2 separate regions of the Sus scrofa genome follow, and region 1 is linked to region 2. A link is a contact called in public HiChIP or PLAC-seq data. All regions are on one chromosome and are shown on one strand. Each heading gives the region's core, a stretch centred on a gene start, on an enhancer-like site or on the middle of the called end of the contact. The rest is flanking DNA. Distances are from core to core; before and after follow the strand shown. Region 1 overlaps TEAD1 (TEA domain transcription factor 1). Region 2 overlaps TEAD1 (TEA domain transcription factor 1).

Region 1 (4,713 bases), core at 1,412-3,911, 88 kb before region 2:
AATAATACTAGCCTGTGTGTATATCTATATGCTTAGCATTGTATGTGGCCCATTGAAAGTGGTCAATACATGTTAGCTATCATTGTAGTAAAACTCGCTTCCTTCACTTTTCTGGTAATAAAGATGGAATGAGAGGAGGATGCTGAAAAAGTAGGTGAACATACCAGCTCATTCAGATAGAAGAAGGCTGAATCTGGTAGCATTAGGCAGGAGCCGAACACTGATTCTAGCAACTAATACACAGGTTAATTGGAGTTATGTGGTACAGGTGCTTGGCACATGGTAGGCACTATGAACTGTTACATTTGAATTTAGCTACCCTCAATATGTGGTTGAACTTGAGTCTCAGGATCCAGAAGTCACAAAACCAGACACTCTTCACAAAAGAATAATCACCATGAGTGTGATAAAGGCCAGGGGTTTTGTGTTCAGGAGTCACTAAACCAGATGTGTGTGTTTTCCTTTTAAATCAGTGAGTATGACAAAGACCAGGGTTTTAGTTCTGGTGCTCTGTTTTTTTCACAGGCAGTATCTGGGAAAACTCAGTTTCTCGTAGTTGCTCCAAGGTGAACAGCTTTGCTCTTTGTAGGATGCCTTTGGGCTTATGCGTTCAAACCCCTCTAGAAGAGATGGGCAGAAACCCCAGCCCTCACACTCTGAAAGTTAGTTCCTACAGAAGCTTTGCATGAGCACCACAGATGGCTTGTGCTGGTTACCAGGGGTTCCTCTTTTAGAGCTTGGAAAACATGCGCCGGCTCGGCAAGAAGGTTCTCCGCTAAGTTGTATTTGCTAACTCATCTCACAGTATTTTTTCCAAGGATCTGCCTGTGGAGAGAATCTCCTATTTCTGTGTTGGTACAAACTGAGTGAGGTGCTTTTCTGATGTTTGGGCCACACACTGGCACCCAAGGTCACGTGGTTGGGGGATGAGGCCAGGACTGAGAAACCTCCCAGGTCTGTGTGATTGCCAAGATAGTTTGCTCTTCGTCTTAGCTACTAAGCTGGACTGCCTTTCAGGGATGGACTAAGTAGAAGAGGAAGGAAGAGGGTTGAAGGTAGGATGAAAACAAACATTTTCTCAGGAACACTAAGGGATCTGATAGAGCTAGAGTGTGGGGTGCCTAGAAGGATGGATCAAGTGGAGTGGCTTGTGAGCTGGGGAAGGCAGGATGAGAGATAATGGAGTAATGGGCCAGGCAATTGCTTTTGGGCACTGAAATTCAACTTTTCTGCCTAAGCAGCACATTCCTGGATGCATTGGGGGTTAGAAGCCATTGTTGTAGCATATTCAGCTATGTTTCAGGAGAGCTATTCTGGAGGCCTGATGACCCATAAGGAGGCTACTGCTGTACTGGCAGAAGGGCTGAAACTGGGTCAGAGGCTATGGGAGTGACAAGGAGGGCCTAGGGTGGGAAAGGTATTTCAGATCAGTGATTCATATTAGTGATCAGGTACTAGATTAGAGCTATTACAGATCTGAAGGCTCAGTAAGTTTATTGCAAGAGAAGGGATGGTGTTTCATCTGTGTGGGCAGCTGTGCATTTTATAGAGACAGCATGGAAGGACAGTCTTATGGGGTAGAATTGGAGTTAGGACTTTGAATTGAATGGAATTTGCAGGGCTTTGGGGCTCTCCATGGAGAGGGAGCCAGCAGGAAGATATTCTGCATTCTGAGTTGAGAACAGTTTGGAAGCTAACCTCTCATGATTTGGAGCAGAAATTTTGGAGACTCTCTAGGAGACAGAGAAAAGGCAAAGAGGAAGGAAGACTAAGAAGAGAACCCATTTGAAGCATTGAGTCAATATCTCAAGCACCAACTCAGTGCTCCTGTAAACATCTTCGTAAGCGTCTCGCCTGTCAGATGACACCCTGCAAGTGCTGGTACAAGGGAGCCTGAATTCCCACATTTTTACTGTACTAAGTATAAGCCGAAGTATTTAAGTTTGGCATGCTGATGGAAACGCACATGATTTTTTTTGTAGATTAACAGAATGCTGACTGTCTTGGCATGCTCTAGTCAGTGGCTCCCTAGGGTGTTAATGGGGTTGAACCCCAATCCAGCGTGGCTCCTTCCTTTTCCTCATGCCAACTCTGGTCTGGGCCCAAAGTGTTATTTCCTTCCTCCCAGGATGCTTGGGAGTGTTGCTGAGTTTCCTTCGGCAGTGTGCATTGTGAGGCATCAGCCACCCAGTTAACTGCAGCTCCTACCGCTGAGAAGTGCAGACTTGCAGTGTGCTGTGGATAACAATGACAAGCTGCCCAAAGCCCCTGGCAGGCGTTCAGGGTGTAGGGGAGCCTTGGGGGCAGAGGGGACGGGGGTCAGCTCTCTTTCAATATCTGATTCAATTTGCTCTCTTGGGGCCAGCCTGAGGGTCTAGAAGACTGAGAAAGCCCAGAGGCAGTAGGTGTGACCTGTAAGAAGAAGCAGGGCCTGCCCTCTCTTTGTGTCAGATCAAAGACTGACTTTTCAGTTACTTCACACCTTAATGTGAGGATGCTTCTGAGCCAGTGCTGGGCTCCTGGTGGCCTATGCCTGGGAATTGGGGGGGACGTGTGGGCCTGCATATGTGCTGTGCAGGCCCAGTGTGGGGTGGGTAGGACAAGAGCCTCTCCCAGCTGCTCTTTCAGCATTCAGAGCTGGAGGGATCTGGAGAAATGATCCCTGTCTGCTCAGTTTTCATTTTGGGAGCCTCTGCCCACTGGTGCCCTGTCCCCAGTTCCACTGCTGGGGAAGAGCTGGCCTGGTTTGATCCCAGCTGCTCCTACACGACTCTTCCCTCCTGTCCCATAGATCCTGGGCTTTAGGGCACCAAGGTCATCCCCAGTTTGGCCTGTACCTAGGGTGACCATATAACTTAATGTCTAAATGAAGACACTTAGGAGAATAAAATAGAGCAATGTTAATAATAACCCCAGAAAACAGAAATAAACTGGGATCCTTAACTCACCCAGCGAGGCCATGGATTGAACCTACCACCTCATGGTTCCTTGTCAGATTCCTTTCCCATGCACTACGATGGGAACTCCTGTATTTGCACTTTTGGCTTAGTTCTTATCCCCACCTCAGGTGGTCCTTCCCCACCCCCTTTCCCCAGATCCCATGACCCACCTGACTTTGGATGCCAGAAACTTACAGATCCCATCCCGGTCCTTTGACATTTGGTCTACAGCGTAGAAACCTTGGGGCTGTCCCACGTTGGAAAGCTCAGGAGATGGGAAGCTGGGAAATAACTATGGGACGCATACCTTTGAAAATCCATGACTATTCAGAATGTCAATATGCATAGTATGGGTATTCATAATTTACGAACTTATTTTTATTCTAAGCTCTAAACTGTTTTCACCTAAATTCCACCTTTCTCTCACCTGTTACAGAAAGTGGTGTACAGGTATGTACAGATAACAAGAGAAACATCCTGTTCTGGGACCATATAGCCCTGGATAGAGCTCAGAAACAGGCACAGAGTCTTCTCACCCAGGAGTGTGAGGGGAGCTGGGGAATTAGGGACTTGTTTATGCTCTGGCTGTGTCGTTTCTACGGTCACAGAGGTGGGGGGGGACTTGAGCATCTGGGCTTCTCTGTGACCAGGCCAAATGGGGATTTAGGAAAAGAAGGTGTTCCTTTTTGAGAGCAGAGGAGGCAGAGATGAGAGCTCTGCCTGGTGGCTCTCTCAGCCTGCACAGGCCCATTTTTCCACCCAGAGCTGGCAGAACCCGGGTCACCAGAGACCCGGATGAAGAGAGTCTGAAGAGAGGAAATGGCTTCTCGCTTGGTCCTTTGTGTGCTCGACTTCTGCCTTACCCAGTGGCCCGAGTGGCCTGGATTTGACCTTTCTGCAGTGGGACTAAGGGTGTCGGATTTAGGAAATAGAAAATTGAATTGCAGATAAAGAATGATTTTTCATGCACATATCCCATGCCATAGGTGTATTTTTTATGACAACCCTAGTTGGTAGGGCTTGGCCAGATTTTGCTTTCCCCTGGAGCACACTGTAACCAGTCATAGTAGGACTTCACTCAACAGGTATTTATTTATTTATTCATTTATTTTTTTGTCTTCTGTCTTTTTAGGGCCACACCCACTGCATATGGAGGGTCCCAGGCTAGGGGTCCAGTCAGAGCTGTAGCTGCCAGCCTACACCACAGCCACAACAATGCGGGATCCGAGCCACATCTGCGACCTACACCACGGCTCACGGCAACGCCGGATCCTTAACCCGCTGAGCGAGGCCAGGGGTTGAAGCCACGTCCTCCTGGATGCTAGTCGGGTTCATTAACCACTGAGCCACAACAGGGACTCCTCCACAGGTATTTATTGAGTGCCAGCTGTGTACTGCTCTAGGCACTGGGGATAGGGCCGTGAGCAGAATGCAACAGGAGTTCCTGACCTCACATCTCGTGGGTGGGGGTGATAGACAATGAGAGAGATAGTTAGGCTGTGAAAGAGAGAAAAAAGAAATGAAGGCATGAAAAGGAGATGGGAAGTTTCACACCTGAAGGAGGGTAGGGGTCAAGCAGACATTTGGGGAAGAGCATTCTAGGCAGAGGGAGAGTACACACACTGCAAAGCCCTGGCGTGCCTAGTGGGCTTGAGGAGCCTGAGCGCCAGTGTGGCCGGAGTGGTCAGCAAGGGGGAAAGTGTAGGAGATGAGCCAGCGAGGTTATGAGGAAAGCGTTTGTAGAGCCCTGGAGGCCTCTGTAATGATTTTGGCT
Region 2 (4,423 bases), core at 1,860-4,359:
ACTTCCTGTTTTCCATGGTGACTGGTGAATGCCTGGTGCTGGGATTCTGGTAACCTAGTTTCCTGCATGTGAGAGCTGTTTACATTTCTTTGTGTCTAATCTCTCTGTTTCTGTACTAGCCTCACATTAAGCTCAGTGTGTGTGTGCGTGTGTGTGCGCGCGTGAGTGTGTGTGTGTGTCCCTAATAACAATGCAAATGCAGCAGAGAGCTGGTCTTGATAACTTTTCAGCACAGAAACATGATTTTTTTTTTAAAACCTTTGAATATCTACCAAGCAGCCCTGACCTAGGAGAGGGAAAAGAATTCTAAGAGATATAAAGTTGATAGAGTAATTATAAATGAATCATTTCCAAGTGGTCCCCATGAAAAAACTTTTAAAAATTTAGAAATTGTTTTAACTCGTGCTTTTGATGTATTTTCAAGAATACTTATGAAAATACATCTTTTTCATGTGTTCTTACAACAGAGTATTGTCTGTCAGATTTCCTCCACATTGCTTAATAGTGTCTTTTAAGTGTATGGCTCTGTTAATTAAAAGAGAAATTTGAGATGAGATCTTTAAAAAAAAAAAAAAAAGACCTTAGAGATGGGAAAGCTCTTGATCAAATCTATTTTGCCATTCCGTTTATGCTTGAGTTTAATTTTTTGGTACATGTGCTTCATTTTCTGGTCTTTTAAAATATATTTCATAGAAAATACAGAGCCGTGGACAATTTAAAAATGCAAGTTTTCCCTAGTTTCTCCCCTTCCAAAATTTATGTTAAAGCACGCATCACTTTTTTTCCCCCATGATGCCCAGTTTTAGAAATGCAAAAGCATTATCGTTTGCATGGAGGGCTTTGCTTTATAATAAAAATGGTATATAGTTCTGTTCTGATTTTTTCCCCCCATACATTAAGTAAATTTGTGTTTTTGTTCTAAAGAACAAAATGTAATTTCATAGCCTGGAGTGGTGAACACTGGGACCCTTCCCCAAAGTCCTCCAACCTTTTTTATGCAAACAAGACTGGCTGTGGAATAGGACTAGTGACCAGGAAGGAGCATTTGGTGTGCCCTCTGCAGTGGGCGGCATGCTGGCTCGCTCGCACGTGTGGCTGATGGTGGCTGGCTTTTAGCTGCACTGGCTGAGCAGTTGGAAGACTAAAATAACTTCATAGCTCCTGCTTTTTAACCAAAGATGCAGTCCTCTCTATGTGGATGTAACTACCCCAGTGTTTGCTCAAGTTCTCACTCTGTTTCTAGTTTCTCTGAGCTAACGGATTAATGATGTACAAAGAAGTTGACAGACATCAATTTTGTGTTTCCATCTGCAATGTTATGACTTGCTCTTTTTCCGCACTGTGTGGTTCCTGTATGCTCACCAGGGCACTCGGCCCTGGACCAAAGCCCTGTCAATGGTGGATAAAACTGTCCCGGTCAGAGGGGATGCCCAGGGGATTCTACAAACACTCTTTCTCTCTTGGTGACTTTAAGAATCTTCCTCAGTGGAAACAATTTCGCCCTTACCTTATACATACCCAGATAAACCGATCCACAGTTGTATTTGTGTTAGCGCTTAAAAAAAGAAAACTGCCCCTTACTCTCGGCCAACCCTGGACCACTCTCTCCTGGGGCAGGCAAGAGGAGGCGGAGGCAGAACCAGAGGCAGTGGGGTAGCAACTGGCTTGGCCTTTCAGCTCCAAGAACCACCTCCGTCTTCGTACAGTTCCTTTCCTGCCTTCCTACCTCATTATTCTGGGGAAAATGGAGGCCTTTGTTCTTCCCATCAGCTAATACCAGTTGAGTGTTCCAGGCATGGCGATCATCACGGTGGGCAGTTAACAACCAATCCCCTATTCACAGAGCTGGCTGTGGAAATGGGAATGTGAAATATAGGGCACTGTGGGATAAGTGTTCACAGAAAGAGCCAAAATTAAATGTGCGGGGAATCCCGGGGACGAGCTGCTTAGAGACGGTGCTGCAGAGTCTGGGGATGGGAGCCTGGCGTTCGTGCCACACAAAGCCCCCTATGGCTTTTCCCGCGTCAGCTCACTGCAAAGTGAGTTCTGGTCCTCAGATTGTGAGGAATAATACGTAGGAAACCAGGGCTCACCCAAAGCCACCCAGCTTAGGGATGGGTGAAATCAGAATTTGAACTCAGATCTTTCTGCATTCTAAACCAGAGCTCTTTGAGACTGGGTTTCATCTAGTGGAGGCTGCTGTGGTTTTCAGGCAGCAGGTTTCACATCAGAAAACAGTATGGGTAACCTGTCACAAGCCCTCACTCCCCTTGGAACTGGGCATGCAGCCCTTATTTCCCGGCCTTCCCTCAACCCCCACACGTTAGAAGTAGGATGACTCTTTAACATTGAGCCTTTGGTCAAGGTGTGGACTTTTAAACTGCGATCAATGCTGTGATGCCGGTAACTCAGGGGCTGAGGTGGTGCTGGCTGCGGAGTGGCTGCGTTGCCCCTCAGAGGGAGTTAAAAGATAGTCGAGGAGAATACGGTGACTGTCACCTGCCTGCAGAGATGCTGCTGCCTTCACCTTCTGCGGGCATTTGGGTTAAAGATGCTCTCCTGTACCTTCCCACCTAGCCATTACCAGGCTCAGGACCGTCAGCCTTGTAGGAAGGGCAGATCTCGCCGTTCCATCTGCACTTTCTTGTTCAGCTCTGGAGACTGACATCCATGGGAGGCGGGGATGAGCATGCTCGCTGGATTCCTTGTGGGGTCAGGCTGATAGCCTTGGACTTCTTGGCCTCCTACACTGGCTAAGGAGATAAACTCACTACAGAAAGTTGACGTCATCTCAGCAGACCACAGAGAGAACTTCTGGGCAAGGGGTGGGGGTGGCAGGAAGTGTCTGCACTCACAAGAAGTGCTGTGCTTTGTCTGAGAGGATGTAGTAAGGCTTCCTGGAGGAGGTGGCTACTGACTGGCCTTCTCAGGGATCGTCCTTGCCATGCCTGCCCCAGCTGGGCTACTCACCACTGCTCCACATGCTCAGAAGTCAAAGGATTTCTGTTCTCTAGGGTGGACAAAGGCCTGTGGCCCTCCTCTGAAGACTGAAGCCAAGCTTTATTTCCTTGTCCTCCCTCTGAGTTTGAAAGAGTGAATTGCTCACACCTGGGGCCAGTGCCAGGTGTGGGGCCTGTGGGGCCCTCTTGGCTCTGAGCCTCTGAGCCTCTCTTCACTTCCTGGGGATTCACTTCTAGTAGAATTCTTTAGGCTAGTGGTTTTTCAGCCTTTTTTTTTAAGCATTGAGACTCATATTTCAGATTGAAATCTTATTTGAAAATGTCAATACATAAAAGAGGAAAAGCTGTTTTAATTAAAGCTTAGACTCTCTCATCCTTAGCAGTGGCCTCTTTGGCTGGTTATGTTGTATAAGGTTTGGAAACCCACACTGCTTTAGGCAGAAGGAAGAGGAAACGATCGCCTCTCAGCCCCCCCACCCCCCGAGCCTTTATAGGCCAGGTCAGGGGTCCCTTTAAAAGCCCATGTTTTCTACGTTCCATAGCCTATTCTGCCTAATGTTTCTGAAGTAAACAGACTCCAAAGAGAGTGGTTATTCTCCTGTCACGGTAACAGATGAGTCATCCTAGCTGCAGAAGTCATGCTCCTGAAATTCTGTTAGGATAAGTTTCAAAGGTCAGCTTTATACTTCTGCTAAGTGCAGTGTTTCTTACAGTGCTTGTGTGTGAGCCAAGTCACCTCCGAATGTGTAGACTTTAATTTTTGTTAAAAAAAATTATTTTTAGTAAGAACTTATGATTTCTATGTAGATTTGAACTTTAAAAGTGCAGAAATGATTCCTGAATTCAGTAACTTTCCATTGAGAATCCGTGTGTTCTAGATCCTTTAGTAGATGTTGGGCATATACATTTGAATAAGTAGAGTCTCTGTTCCTGAGGATCACTCCTTCTTTCTGTTGTTTTTGGCTACATTTTGTAGAAAATACAAGATTTTCAGTACATTGTCCCCACATAGGACATAGGAGGCTCTGTTTAAATTTTTTTTTTTTTTTTTTTGCTTTTTAGGGCTACGCTTTGAGGCATATGGAAGTTTCCAGGCTAGGGGGTCTAATCAGAGCTGCAGCTGCTGGCCTGCACCACAGTCACAGCAACGCAGGATCCGAGCCACATCTGCGACTACACCGCAGCTCACAGCAATACCAGATCCTTAATCCAATGAGTGGGACCAGGCATCAAACCTGCATCCTCATGGATTCTAGACAGGTTCACAACCCGCTGAGCCACAATGGGAACTCCCGGGGCTCTGTTTAACAGAATAGTGCAAAGACCACACAGTGAAAAGAATGATTAATTTTGAGTGCGGGAGAATTAAAGAAAGCCCCGTGGAGGAGGTGCCTTAGAGCTCAGCATAGAGAAGGTAGAGAATTTCCACAGAGAAGGAACCTTGAAGGCCATCATCTGGCTGG

Evidence for each region. HiChIP or PLAC-seq counts read pairs in DNA pulled down with a chosen protein or histone mark.
Region 1: an H3K27ac HiChIP or PLAC-seq map of skeletal muscle shows a contact between it and region 2. The contact joins two enhancer-like sites. A contact is called at or near these places in 2 of 47 Hi-C or Micro-C datasets (epiblast stem cells and fetal skeletal muscle) and 1 of 2 datasets of contacts at active chromatin or transcription factors (skeletal muscle).

Annotation. Positions count from the first base shown.
Region 1 is chr2:46,552,744-46,557,456 of Sscrofa11.1, reverse strand. The region is part of intron 2 of TEAD1 (TEA domain transcription factor 1); the gene reads left to right. Among named protein-coding and RNA genes, the nearest start is that of TEAD1, 120 kb to the left of the region's middle. Within about 2 kb of position 2,661, at least 5 of the 83 cell types and tissues checked have an H3K27ac peak or open chromatin away from gene starts, as enhancers often do. A contact at or near this core is called in skeletal muscle, where this site is marked.
Region 2 is chr2:46,465,352-46,469,774 of Sscrofa11.1, reverse strand. The region is part of intron 5 of TEAD1 (TEA domain transcription factor 1); the gene reads left to right. Among named protein-coding and RNA genes, the nearest start is that of RASSF10, 130 kb to the right of the region's middle. Within about 2 kb of position 3,109, at least 26 of the 83 cell types and tissues checked have an H3K27ac peak or open chromatin away from gene starts, as enhancers often do. A contact at or near this core is called in skeletal muscle, where this site is marked.